2 separate regions of the Mus musculus genome follow, and region 2 is linked to region 1. A link is a contact called in public promoter capture Hi-C data. All regions are on one chromosome and are shown on one strand. The core of a region is the stretch at or near the end of the contact, and the rest is flanking DNA. Distances in the headings are between cores, read along the strand shown.

Evidence for each region. Promoter capture Hi-C pulls out the DNA fragments that hold promoters and counts their contacts.
Region 2: a contact with region 1 is called in a promoter capture Hi-C map of embryonic stem cells, with 7 times the contacts expected there. A contact is called at or near these places in 4 of 39 promoter capture datasets (the HPC-7 cell line, embryonic stem cells and stem cell-derived epiblast-like cells) and 2 of 130 datasets of targeted methods (both in embryonic stem cells).

Annotation. Positions count from the first base shown.
Region 1 is chr19:12,499,806-12,506,003 of GRCm38.p6, reverse strand. It overlaps Dtx4 (deltex 4, E3 ubiquitin ligase), which reads left to right and starts at 4,008. Exons shown (of 9, transcript NM_172442.3): 1 at 4,008-4,997. The coding sequence starts at 4,787.
Region 2 is chr19:13,792,652-13,798,849 of GRCm38.p6, reverse strand. It overlaps Olfr1497 (olfactory receptor 1497), which reads left to right and starts at 3,241. Exons shown (of 1, transcript NM_146741.1): 1 at 3,241-4,185. The coding sequence starts at 3,241. The coding sequence ends at 4,185.

The sequences.
Region 1 (6,198 bases), core at 2,759-5,258:
ATGGTGTTTTGGATTTCTTCAGGATCTGTTGTTATGTCTCCCTTTTCATTTCTGATTTTGTTAATTAGGATTTTGTCCCTGTGCCCTTTAGTGAGTCTAGCTAAGGGTTTATCTATCTTGTTGATTTTCTCAAAGAACCAACTCCTCGTTTGGTTAATTCTTTGAATAGTTCTTCTTGTTTCCACTTGGTTGATTTCACCCCTGAGTTTGATTATTTCCTGCAGTCTACTCCTCTTGGGTGAATTTGCTTCCTTTTTTTCTAGAGCTTTTAGATGTGTTGTCAAGCTGCTAGTATGTGCTCTCTCCCGTTTTTTCTTGAAGGCACTCATAGCTATGAGTTTCCCTCTTAGAAATGCTTTCATTGTGTCCCAAAGGTTTGGGTACGTTGTGGCTTCATTTTCATTAAACTCTAAAAAGTCTTTAATTTCTTTCTTTATTCCTTCCTTGACCAAGGTATCATTGAGAAGAGTGTTGTTCAGTTTCCATGTGAATGTTGGCTTTCTGTTATTTATTTTGTTATTGAAGATCAGCCTTAGTGCATGGTGATCTGATAGGATACATGGGACAATTTCAATATTTTTGAATCTGTTGAGGCCTGATTTGTGACCTATTATGTGGTCAATTTTGGAGAAGGTACCATGAGGTGCTGAGAAGAAGGTATATCCTTTTGTTTTAGGGTAAAATGTTCTGTAGATATCTGTCAGATCCATTTGTTTCATCACTTCTGTTAGTTTCAGTGTGTCCCTGTTTAGTTTCTGTTTCCATGATCTGTCCATTGGTGAAAGTGGTGTGTTGAAGTCTCCCACTATTATTGTGTGAGGCGCAATGTGTGCTTTGAGCTTTACTAAAGTTTCTTTAGTGAATGTGGCTGCTCTTGTATTTGGAGCATAGATATTCAGAATTGAGAGTTCCTCTTGGAGGATTTTACCTTTGATGAGAATGAAGTGTCCCTCCTTGTCTTTTTTGATGACTTTGGGTTGGAAGTCAATCTTATCAGATATTAGGATGGCTACTCCTGCTTGTTTCTTCATACCATTTGCTTGGAAAATTGTTTTCCAGCCTTTCATTCTGAGGTAGTGTCTATCTTTTTCTCTGAGATGAGTTTCCTGTAAGCAGCAAAATGTTGGGTCTTGTTTGTGTAGCCAGTTTGTTAGTCTATGTCTTTTTATTGGCGAGTTGAGACCATTGATGTTAAGAGATATTAAGGAAAAGTAATTGTTGCTTCCTGTTATTTTAGTTGTTAAAGGTGGCATTCTGTTCTTGTGGCTGTCTTCTTTTAGGTTTGTTGAGGGATTACCTTCTTGTTTTTTCTAGGGCGTTGTTCCCGTTCTTGTATTGGTTTTTTTCTGTTATTATCCTTTGAAGGGCTGGATTCGTGGAGAGATAATGCGTGAATTTGGTTTTGTCGTGGAATACTTTGGTTTCTCCCTCTATGATAATTGAGAGTTTGGCTGGGTATAGTAGCCTGGGCTGCAGTTTGTGTTCTCTTAGTGTCTGTATAACATCTGTCCAGGCTCTTCTGGCTTTCATAGTCTCTGGTGAAAAATCTGGTGTAATTCTGATAGGCTTGCCTTTATATGTTACTTGACCTTTTTCCCTTACTGCTTTTAGTATTCTATCTTTATTTAGTGCATTTGATGTTCTGATTATTATGTGTTGGGAGGAATTTCTTTTCTGGTCCAGTCTATTTGGAGTTCTGTAGGCTTCTTGTATGTTCATATGCATCTCATTCTTTAGATTTGGGAAGTTTTCTTCAATAATTTTGTTGAAGATGTTTGCTGGACCTTTGAGTTGAAAATCTTCATTCTCATCCACTCCTATTATCCGTACGTTTGGTCTTCTTATTGTGTCCTGGATTTCCTGGATATTTTGAGTTAGGATCTTTTTGCATTTTCCATTTTCTTTGATTGTTGTGCCGATGTTCTCTATGGAATCTTCTGCACCTGAGATTCTCTCTTCCATCTCTTGTATTCTGTTGCTGATGCTCAAATCTATGGTTCCAGATTTCTTTCCTAGGGTTTCTATCTCTAGTGTTGCCTCGCTTTGAGTTTTCTTTATTGTGTCTACTTCCCTTTTTAGGTCTAGTATGGTTTTGTTCATTTCCATCACCTGTTTGTATGTTTTTTCCTCTTTTTCTGTAAGGACTTCTACCTGTTTGATTGTGTTTTCCTGTTTTTCTTTAAGGACTTGTAACTCTTTAGCAGTGTTCTCCTGTATTTCTTTAAGTGATTTATTAAAGTCCTTCTTGATGTCCTCTACCATCATCATGAGATATGCTTTTAAATCTAGGTCTAGGTTCTCAGGTGTGTTGGGGTTCCCTGGACTGGGCGAAGTGGGTGTGCTGGGTTCTGGTGATGGTGAGTGGTCTTGGTTCCTGTTAGTAAGATTCCTCCGTTTACCTTTCGCCATCTGGTAATCTCTGGAGTTAGTAGTTATAGTTGACTCTGTTTAGAGATTGTTCTTCTGGTGATTCTGTTACCGTCTATCAGCAGACCTGGGAGACAGATTCTCTCCTCTGAGTTTCAGTGCTCAGAGCACTCTCTGCTGGCAAGCTCTCTTACAGGGAAGGTGCGCAGATATCTTGTATTTGGACCTCCTCCTGGCCGAAGAAGAAGGCCCAAAACAGGACCTTTCTCAGACACTGTGTTGCTTTGGCAGTTCCCAGGTGGTACAGACTCTCACCTAAGCAGACTAAATTCCTAAGTTCCTTGGAGTCCCAGGACCAAGATGGCGACCGCTGCTGCTGTGGCTTAGGCCGCCTCCCCTGCCGGGTGGGCACCTGTCCTCCGGTCCGGAAGGTGGCCAGCTGTCCCCGGCCCACACAGGGTGCTGCCTCAGCGCCTCTGTGCTTCTGCCTGTTCCAGAAGCTGTCAGGTTCTCTGGCGCACCCTCTCACCTGTTCAGACTCACAACTAATTACTATATATTCACTCTCTCTAACAAGTTACCCAGGCGCAAATGTTTTCCTGTGTTGTCATTCATTTCACTTCTACTATACTACCCTGCCGTGTTATCGTGGTAGACACAAGAAGACGGAGTGCAAAAGAGAATGGTCAGAAAGTAAACGTTAGTTCTTTCTACTTCCTGTTTGTCCTGCAAGCAGACAGTTAAATATTTCTTAATACCCACCCACACCTTTCCCCAGTTTAAGTTTCCTCTATCTGGAAATTTCTAGTTTATCTGCTTAGGAGCGGTTTTCTGTTTGTCTCCTCAAATATAAAAGGAGCACATGAAACTATGGAAAAGCCATTCCAAAAAAGATTAACAATCTCATTACCAATATAAGATTGCTCCAAATTCCAGCTTCACTTTGTCAGAACGGATTCATTGTGCAGTTCCACCCACGGAGAAACAAAGTGTGTGTTTTCTGACAAGGTTAATACATAATTCTCTTTAAAATGTCTAACTTAATTCGTTTGGAGACCTGGTCTGGATATGTGGCATGAAATTCTCCATCTTCTTGCTTCTCAAGTGTGGAAGTTGCCCGTGTGATGTACCATGCCAAGCAATAATGTGCAATACAGGCTTCAATCCCCTTAGTCAGAACCCACTTTATATTACTTTCCTCTTTAGCCATTGATGATCAAAATGAGCGAGTCTAGCTTGCGTTTGTTCTGCTGTCTCATGGTTTTATTTACATAGACACTGCAGGATGAATTAGTCTACCTTGTGTCTTCTAACAGAAAAATTGGACAGCAAGAACTTCTTTTCTCTCTATGTAAACGCAGGGAACCCTTGGCACTGGCTCTCGATGGTCACAAGTGTGTGGCCTTTGACCTGCACTTGAGGATTTGGACCAGCAGGGGGCATGGAAGCTCTAGATCGCTGGTGCTAGTGGCCATGGGGCGTGGCTTTTGCATCTTTGATGGACAGCTAGGGAACGGTGCAGACGAGGATGAGGTAATAACGGACAGAACAAGGAGAGCGTGGGGCAATTCCTGTGTGTGTGTGTGTGTGGGTGGGGGGTGTTGCGTGCGTGTGTGGGTGTGGATGTATGTGTGTGTGACAGAGAGAGAGAGAGAGAGAGAGAGAGAGAGAGAGAGAGAGAGAGAGAGAATGCGTATGCATGCACGAGCTGTAGGGAGATGCGAGCCTCTGAGCTCACGCCGCGGACACGGCCGGTGCTGAGCTGAAAACAGACAGACAGACAGTTCCATATTTGAACAGGCTGCAAAGTTGGGTCCTGGCAGTGGCAGCTGGGACCGGGATGGCGCGCGTGCTCTCGAGACTGGGGGACCAGGGAAGCCTCCGCGGGCGCGAGCTCGCCTTGGCGCTCTGCCCGGGAGGGGCGACTCCTCCTGGAGGCCACTGAGCCGAGCCGCAGGGAGGGGGAGCTGTGCCACCGCGGTCGGCTTACTCGAAGCGGAGAGAGGGCGGAGGGCGTGACCGTGCGGCGCGATCCACGCGGGCGCCCGCGGAGCCCGAGGCGCAACTGGTGCGAGGCGGGTGCAGCGTCGCGCTCGGGCCGCGCGCCCCCGGGTGGCTTTGCAAGGCGGGGCGGCGAGTGCGCAGGGCCGGGCCTTTGCATGAAGCCGCTGGACCCCTCGGAGCAGCGGCAGAGGCGGCGGAGCCCGGCGGAGCGCAGTCGGAGACGGGCAGCTCCGGGGTCCGTGTCCCAGTGCCTACGCGGCTGCGGACTCCCCCATGGGCCGCAGCTGAGGCTTCCCGCAGCGGTGGGGCGCAGACCGGGGGGCGCGGTTGAGACCCGGAGGCGGCGGCGCCGGAGGAAGCGCAGAAGGCCGGGCCCGGGAGGTGGGCAGCACCGCGCCGCAACCCCGGGCTCGCCATGCTCCTGGCCTCGGCAGTGGTGGTGTGGGAATGGCTGAACGAACACGGCCGCTGGCGTCCCTACAGCCCAGCCGTGAGTCACCACATCGAGGCGGTGGTGCGCGCTGGTCCCCGCGCCGGGGGCAGCGTGGTGTTGGGCCAGGTGGACAGCCGGCTCGCGCCCTACATCATCGACCTGCAGTCCATGAACCAGTTCCGCCAAGACACGGGTGAGCCATTCACATCTCTTGTCTGTCCCAGGAGCTCCCGCCTCGTGGGTCCGCTGTGATCCACCCAGTGGCCAGCTTTGCTCACTGGTATCAGCTATAGGTGTTGAGGGCAGGTGCTTCTCTTCCCTAGGTCCTCACAGGATTCCAAGACCACCTCCAAGTAAATGTCCTTGCAAGTAGTTTAAAGAGTCTTGATTATACAACCCAGCCTCAGCCTAGCTGCAGGAGAACCCCTTTATGCCCCCATCAGCCCCTAGTAGCCGTTTGTGCAAGAACTCTAGGGTTTTGCAAACCGCCTCCCACCCCCCAAGAAATGCTGACTCTTCAGCAAGACATTACTTGAACCTCTTGGCTCACACCTGCTCACACTTGCTCACACCTCAGTTCACCCTGCTTTGCCTCAGGCACCTTTGGGCCTAACATACACTTGCCCCCACCCCCCACCCCCTTTCAACTTTAATGTCTATATGGCCCTCTTCTAGGGACCCAGCCTTCCCACTGTCAGCTCCTGGGTAAGAGACTTGGGGAGGCAAAGGGATCCCCAGTCTCCAATTACTGTCTATTGTATGAAAGGGCTGGGACAATACTGGGAGAGAGTGGAGCATGGGTTCCAGGACTGGAGCATCCTGGATGTGGTGGCATCCGCAGATGCCTCTGCTTGTACACTCCAAGCACTGAAGCAACAGGCCAGAGCAGATGGAGAGAGGAGGCGGGAGGATTGGGCTCTGGAATGCCTGGCAGGGAAGCTGCTCCCTTTGTCCATAGAGAAGGAGGAGGAGGAGGAGGAGGAGGGACGGAGGGAGGCAGCAAGAGAAGAAGAAAGGCTAAGAAGAAACTGTCCTTAGGTTTTTTGCTTAAAATAGCAAACAGGAGCCACCACTCTGACCTCCCAAGGCACTAAACTCCATAAAAATTAAGTTGCCACTAGGTCTGCCGCAAATCTCGCAGCCGTGTAGCTCTTCCAGATCCTAGCAAGGAAGGGAGCTCTATAGGTTACGTTAGAGTGAGGGTTGGGAGATACTGGAGAGAGAAGAAAAGCAAGGGTGCTGCTCTCTTCTTTGGGTCTAGTTTGTCCCGGCTTAACTGATGACTTGGGACAAGTTTCCGTCTCCATACAGTAATCTCTTCAATTGGGGGGTGGGTGGGGTCATTTCTGGAATTCTGGCTAGCCTGTCCCAAGGGTGTAACTGCAGAGCCTGGA
Region 2 (6,198 bases), core at 1,992-4,491, 1.3 Mb before region 1:
CTTTTGCCAAATAAAAATATATGAGTTTAACAAATTAATGAGCTTCATAGGACATTCCACCCTCACCTCTCTTCTCTGTTTCTCTTGAACCAAGGTCTCAAGGCAATTTTTGTATTCTTGTCTGGCCTTGAATTTCCAGAAGTCTTCCTACCTCTACCCTGTTAATTCTGGAATTATAGGTGTCAACATCACACATGCCCTGCCATTTTTATATATGTATATACTGTTCTTTGATCATATTCACCAAATTGTGAACTTTAAAAGTCATATATTCTAGTATGTTTTGGTCAAGGCAAGCAAGATCTCATACTGAAGAAACAGCATCAGTTTGTGAACAAGTCATAGCTGGCTAGGGTAACATCAAAATGAAATATAGCAGCCTCTTCAAAATTGATTCATATTTGTACAAAGTAATTAGAAGACAAATCTATTAACCAGCCCCAGTATACTCTGCTGAGAAAGAGTGTGACTTGTGGGGATTTGAGAGTTTGAAATTAGAGAGAAAAGTTTGAAGAGATTAGACACCTTGTTAGGAAGTCCCCAAATCACCTTCCCTGGAGAGACACCCCAGGAGCTAATTAAACTGTAGCATTTTGATACTGACTATAAGATACATATCTAGCATCTTATATTCACAATGGTCCAATAAGAAGCTTAGGGACACATGACAGTCTCCTAATTCTTGCTATTGAGGCAGAAGTCTGAGGCAATTGCAGGAAACTAGGGTCAGGGATATATTTTTTGATCATGCTGAAAGGAAAGAGACATGTTCCTTGCAGTGAGATTAAGACATAAAAGGACAGACTGTACCTCATATCATCCATGATACAATGACTATTAGAAAATGCTGCACCTTTAGAAAAGTGAAAGAAAGGCATAAGAATTAAAGGTAGAAAGAAACTATGACTTGCTCAAGGTCCTACCTTCTGAACTGGATGCCAGAATTACCTAAAATGGTAGGCCACAGGTAGAAATTCACATCAAGAAGAAAGGTACTAGCAGAATCAGGTAAAAACAGTTCACTATTTGTACAACTATTTTTTTCTTTATTTCCAATGGTTGGGGATCAGCTCAGCTTAACACTGGCCTGGCTTTAGTAGCATTTGTGGTTCTAATCACCCAAGTCATTCTTTACAGCATTGTTTTAGAACTTTTTCAAGAACTCCCAAATTTATTCATTCAGACTTCCCTATCAATTTTCATTCATACTGCATTGTAATTTTTTTTGTTTTTCCCTTTCAAATATGTAGATTCAATATTAAATTACCTTTAGTAGGGGCTTTGAGAATAACCAATCCTCATGGGATTTTGTTAGAAGCTTGTGTTTGCTATCTTGGTTGCAAGGTTAATGCCAGTGTGTGTATGCATGCATTTTTCCATACAGTCTTTATTTCCAGCCAGCTTGAATTATTCCAACAACTGTTTGTTACAAATTCATATTGATGAATTGAAAGCAGAAATGTTTCTACATGCACAGACTCTTGATGATTAATAATAAATTTTTTCTTTTGGATTATACTGTTTTGTTTGTAGACTATAAAATGCTCATTTGGATAAGCATGGTGAAAGAAATTCTCTAGTTACTAAATGTAATTTTATTAAAGAGTATACTGTAAGAAGAAAATACTTTTCAATGAATTAAAGATACTACATACCCTTACGAGGAAATAATGTGGTGTATATTCCTATACTACTGGTGATCAGATAGACCATACAAAATTATCAATTTGATAAGATTTCATTATGTTATTTATAGAAAAATGTTGGTCACACAAAAGTTCTGGGTAATTAGATACAAAATTATACATAAGTATACATTTGTGAGTATTTGGTAGGTATGTATTAACATGTCTTTTGTAATTCACTTGTGTGAAAATAAATGAATCTGAAATTCTCAATATCCTGTTGAGAGCAGACCTTCTCTAGGGTTTGTTGGTGGTGTATGCTACAGAAATGTAGGTTTATAGACACTTAAAACTCTTGGGATGGTAGTGTCTAGGGATCCTAAAGCCTCTCTTTTTCCTTGTGAGATAATATATATGGATCACATTTCTGATTACTTCACATTTTACTTTCACTTGAAAGATGAATTCAATTAGTAATGGAATATTATTATGAAAGTATGTTGCATAGAGTCATACCAGTTATTGAAAGTTAAAATGAACTGAAAGAAAGCTAACAAAAGAAGCTCATTTAAAAATTTAAACAAGACTCTAAGCCTATGTGGGGATTTTAGCTTTCCATTGTCCTACATCTGGTATTTATTTATTTATTTATTTATTTATTTATTTTTCTTTAATCATTTTTATACAGTCCAGTTTTTACTCCCCACCCAGTCTACCCTCTGACTGTTCCATATTCCATAACTCCCACCCTGCCCTGGGTCTCCAAGAGGATGTCCCCACCCTCTCTACCCGACAGACCTCCCCACTCCCTGGGTCTTCAAGTCTCTTGAGGATTAGATGCATCTCTTCTCACTGAGTCAAGACCAAGCAGTCCTCTCCTGTATGTGTATTGGGGGTCTCATATCAGCTAGTGTATGCTGCCTGGTTGGTGACTCAGTGTCTGATCAATCTTGGGGGTCCAGGTTAGATGAGGCTGCTGGTCTACATATAGGGTCACCCTCCTCTTCTGCTTATTCCAGATTTCCCCTAATTTAACCACAGGGGTCACCAGTTTCTGTCTAATGGTTGGGTGTAAATATCTGCATCTGACTCTTTCAGCTGCTTGTTGGAAGGTAGCCATGCTAAGCTCTTGTTTGTGATAGTATCAGGCCCAGGATCTCCCCTTGAACTGGATCCCAATTTGGGCCTGTCAATGGACCTTCTTTCCCTCTGGCTCTTCTCCATTTTTGACCCTGCAGATCTTTCAGACAGGAACAATTAATCAGTGGATCATTTCATAAGCATATGGGTAGATTTGTCTCTTCTGACGGGAAAAATTAAGGTTCAGATTAAGTGTTCCATATAACATCATGTAGCTAGTTGGAGAGCAATTGTACTAGATATGTCCATGGGCCACTTACTCACCATGCCTCCTATAATAGAACTATCCATCACATTTTATCTTACAGTGAGATCTGCATTTCTTTAATTTTTCCTTAGTCTGCAAACTTTGCTGTAGTAAAAGACTACATATCAGAGACTTAATTTACACTCTATTATTTGAAATGACTTATTTTATTGTGAGGTCCTCTTCTTTTCATCTTGTCTTAGCCCTCACAGGTAAACTTCTAGATGGATGGCTGGGAGGAATTACACCTTCGTGACTGAGTTCTTTCTGACTGCATTCACTGAACATCCTGAGTGGGGGCTCCCTCTCTTCCTTTTATTTTTGAGTTTCTACCTCGCTACCCTGCTGGGGAATACAGGAATGATCATTCTAATCCAGAAGAACCGCCGACTTCAAACACCAATGTACTTCTTCCTCAGCCACCTTTCCTTTGTGGACATCTGCTACTCCTCTGTCATCATCCCTCAGATGCTGGCTGTGCTGTGGGAACATGGCTCAACCATTTCTCAAGTTCGCTGTGCAGTTCAATTCTTCCTCTTTACCTTCTTTGCTTCTATTGACTGCTACCTCTTGGCAATCATGGCCTACGACCGCTATGTGGCTGTGTGCCAACCATTGCTTTATGTCACCATCATGACTGAGAAGGCCCGTGTAGGTCTGGTAACTGGGGCATATGTGGCTGGTTTTTCCAGTGGCTTTATTCGGACTGTCACAGCCTTCACTCTTTCATTCTGTGGAAACAATGAGATCAATTTCATATTCTGTGACCTCCCCCCATTGTTAAAACTCGTATGTGGGGACAGCTACATTCAAGAGGTGGTGATAATTGTTTTTGCCATTTTTGTCATGCCTGCTTGCATTGTGGTGATCTCTGTGTCCTATCTGTTTATCATTGTGGCCATTATGCAAATCCGCTCAGCTGGAGGCCGAGCCAAAACTTTCTCTACCTGCACCTCCCACCTCACTGCTGTAGCTCTCTTCTTTGGTACTCTTATCTTCATGTACTTGAGAGATAATACAGATCAGTTCTCGGAGAGGGACAGAGTTGTGTCTGTGTTCTATACAGTGGTGACCCCATTACTGAATCCACTCATCTATAGCCTGAGAAATAAAGAGGTAAAAGAGGCAATTACGAAATCTCTGAGAAGATCAAAGATTTCCAGGGCACCCTAGTTACTTTTCCTTTCCTTTATTTCTACTTTCCTTTATTTCACCTTTTGTTTTATTTTTTTCTGAAACATCACTCATTTTGGCAGGCTTTCTTGAACTCAAAATTGTACTGAAACACCCCATCTTTACTTCTGACCTATTTTTTTTATGTACTTCTTGTCAACATTTGAATTATGAGAATGTTTTATGTGTGTGTTATTTATCTATATTCACAATTGGACAATAGATGACATAAGAACATAATATTTTATTATTACCTGTACATAACAAATAAATCATCAAAAATAAAAACTATTCAGTGCAAATTTATTATATAAATGAATCATTCCCAGGGTTCAAAGATGACCATTGTATTCTAACTTCATCAGCACTTAAGTTTCCTAAAAACTGAGTAGATTAATTCATTTGATAGAATTATATTTTTGACGTTCCAACATATGAGTGGGTCCACACTATGGCTCTGTCTTTCACTAGTATTTACTGAATGCAGTAGATTTCTTGACACAATAAATACATGATAACTAGGCAAAAATATTTGGAGAGCAATCACAAAACTATCTGGACTTACAGGTACTCTGTTTCAAAAGAATTCTCCAAGGTTTATCATTAAGAACTTTGAATATCGCTGCTTCCTTGTTTTGTAGTATTTGAATGATCATAGTGAAATTAAAGTAGTAGTAGTAGTAATAGTAGTAAGTAGTTTTTTAAAAATTATAAATTTACAGGAATTACAAAGTTCTGTCATAGGAATTTTTGTTTTAAATTTTTAGCTGTCTTTGTGAGGTGTGCTGTAGTATTATTGTTCTAGATGTATATGTAAATATGCAACTATACAACTATATAACTGTACACAGATACACTGACACACAGACACACATCATATGCACACACACACACACACACACACACACACAATCATGTGAAAGAACTAATTTATCCACTCAGGGCAAGTGGAAAATTAGAGCTGCTAATCAACTAGGTGTCAAGTTCTTAATTGTTCTTTCTACTTCCTCTAGCTATGATCTATTGCCTCAACTGAATCATACAACCTGGAATTTATTGTTATTTTACTTGCCTTTTCCCCTTTTATCTGGTGAGGAAATATAAAATTTTAACTTGTAGTGGTAGAAGACAGCCCAAAGAACTATTTTTTCCTTTTTAGTTTGAAACTTGCATTACCAAAGATGATTTAAAAGAGTCAATAAAATCAATGAAAACAGAAATTATGTAACTATCACAGCTGAGACAATTTTGTTTTAATTAAGAAACTCTATGGGAGGGACCAGATAAGAAGGATGGTGAATTTGATCTAAATGCACTATAGATATATATATAAAATTTCAAAATAATAAAAAGAACAAAAGATACTAAATTTAAAAATGTATTTTTGATACAAGGACAAACTTATAATGTGCTTATAGTGAGACCAAAATATGACATTTCTAGGTACAGCTTTAGATGAAACAGCTTATGATTCAATTAAATATTTATTGAATAAATGAACCACACTTGTTTTAACCTGAAGGTACAATAACCACCTCAGATTTTCAGGAGCTTTCATAAAAGAACAAAAATAGATGCATTCTGCATTTGCTTTTCTGCACAGGATTGGGATGTACAGCAAGAGAGCTGCATGCTATCCCTCAACTCTTGAGCTTCCTTGAGCTTACATTGCACACCATGCCCCTTCCCTTCTTCTAAAATGAGACATCAGAATTTAAAAGAGTTCCATAGAAACATGTAAGATGCTTTCTCAATTCATTCTGTCCTCATACAGTGGATATTGCACATATGGAAAAATGTAGCATTGGCAAACTTCCCACCAGGAAATATTTCACCACCCGTCAGCTTTTCCTGCATCACTGATTCCTTGTTTTCAGGTGGGAAGAAAGAGCAAAATCTACAGAGAGCATGTGGCATTGTGGATTTGGTAGTTCTCCTTAAATCCCAAGCACCTCACTCCACCTAAAGGCTAGTCATGAACATTAGTTTGATGTTTGCCACAGCAACCTCTTT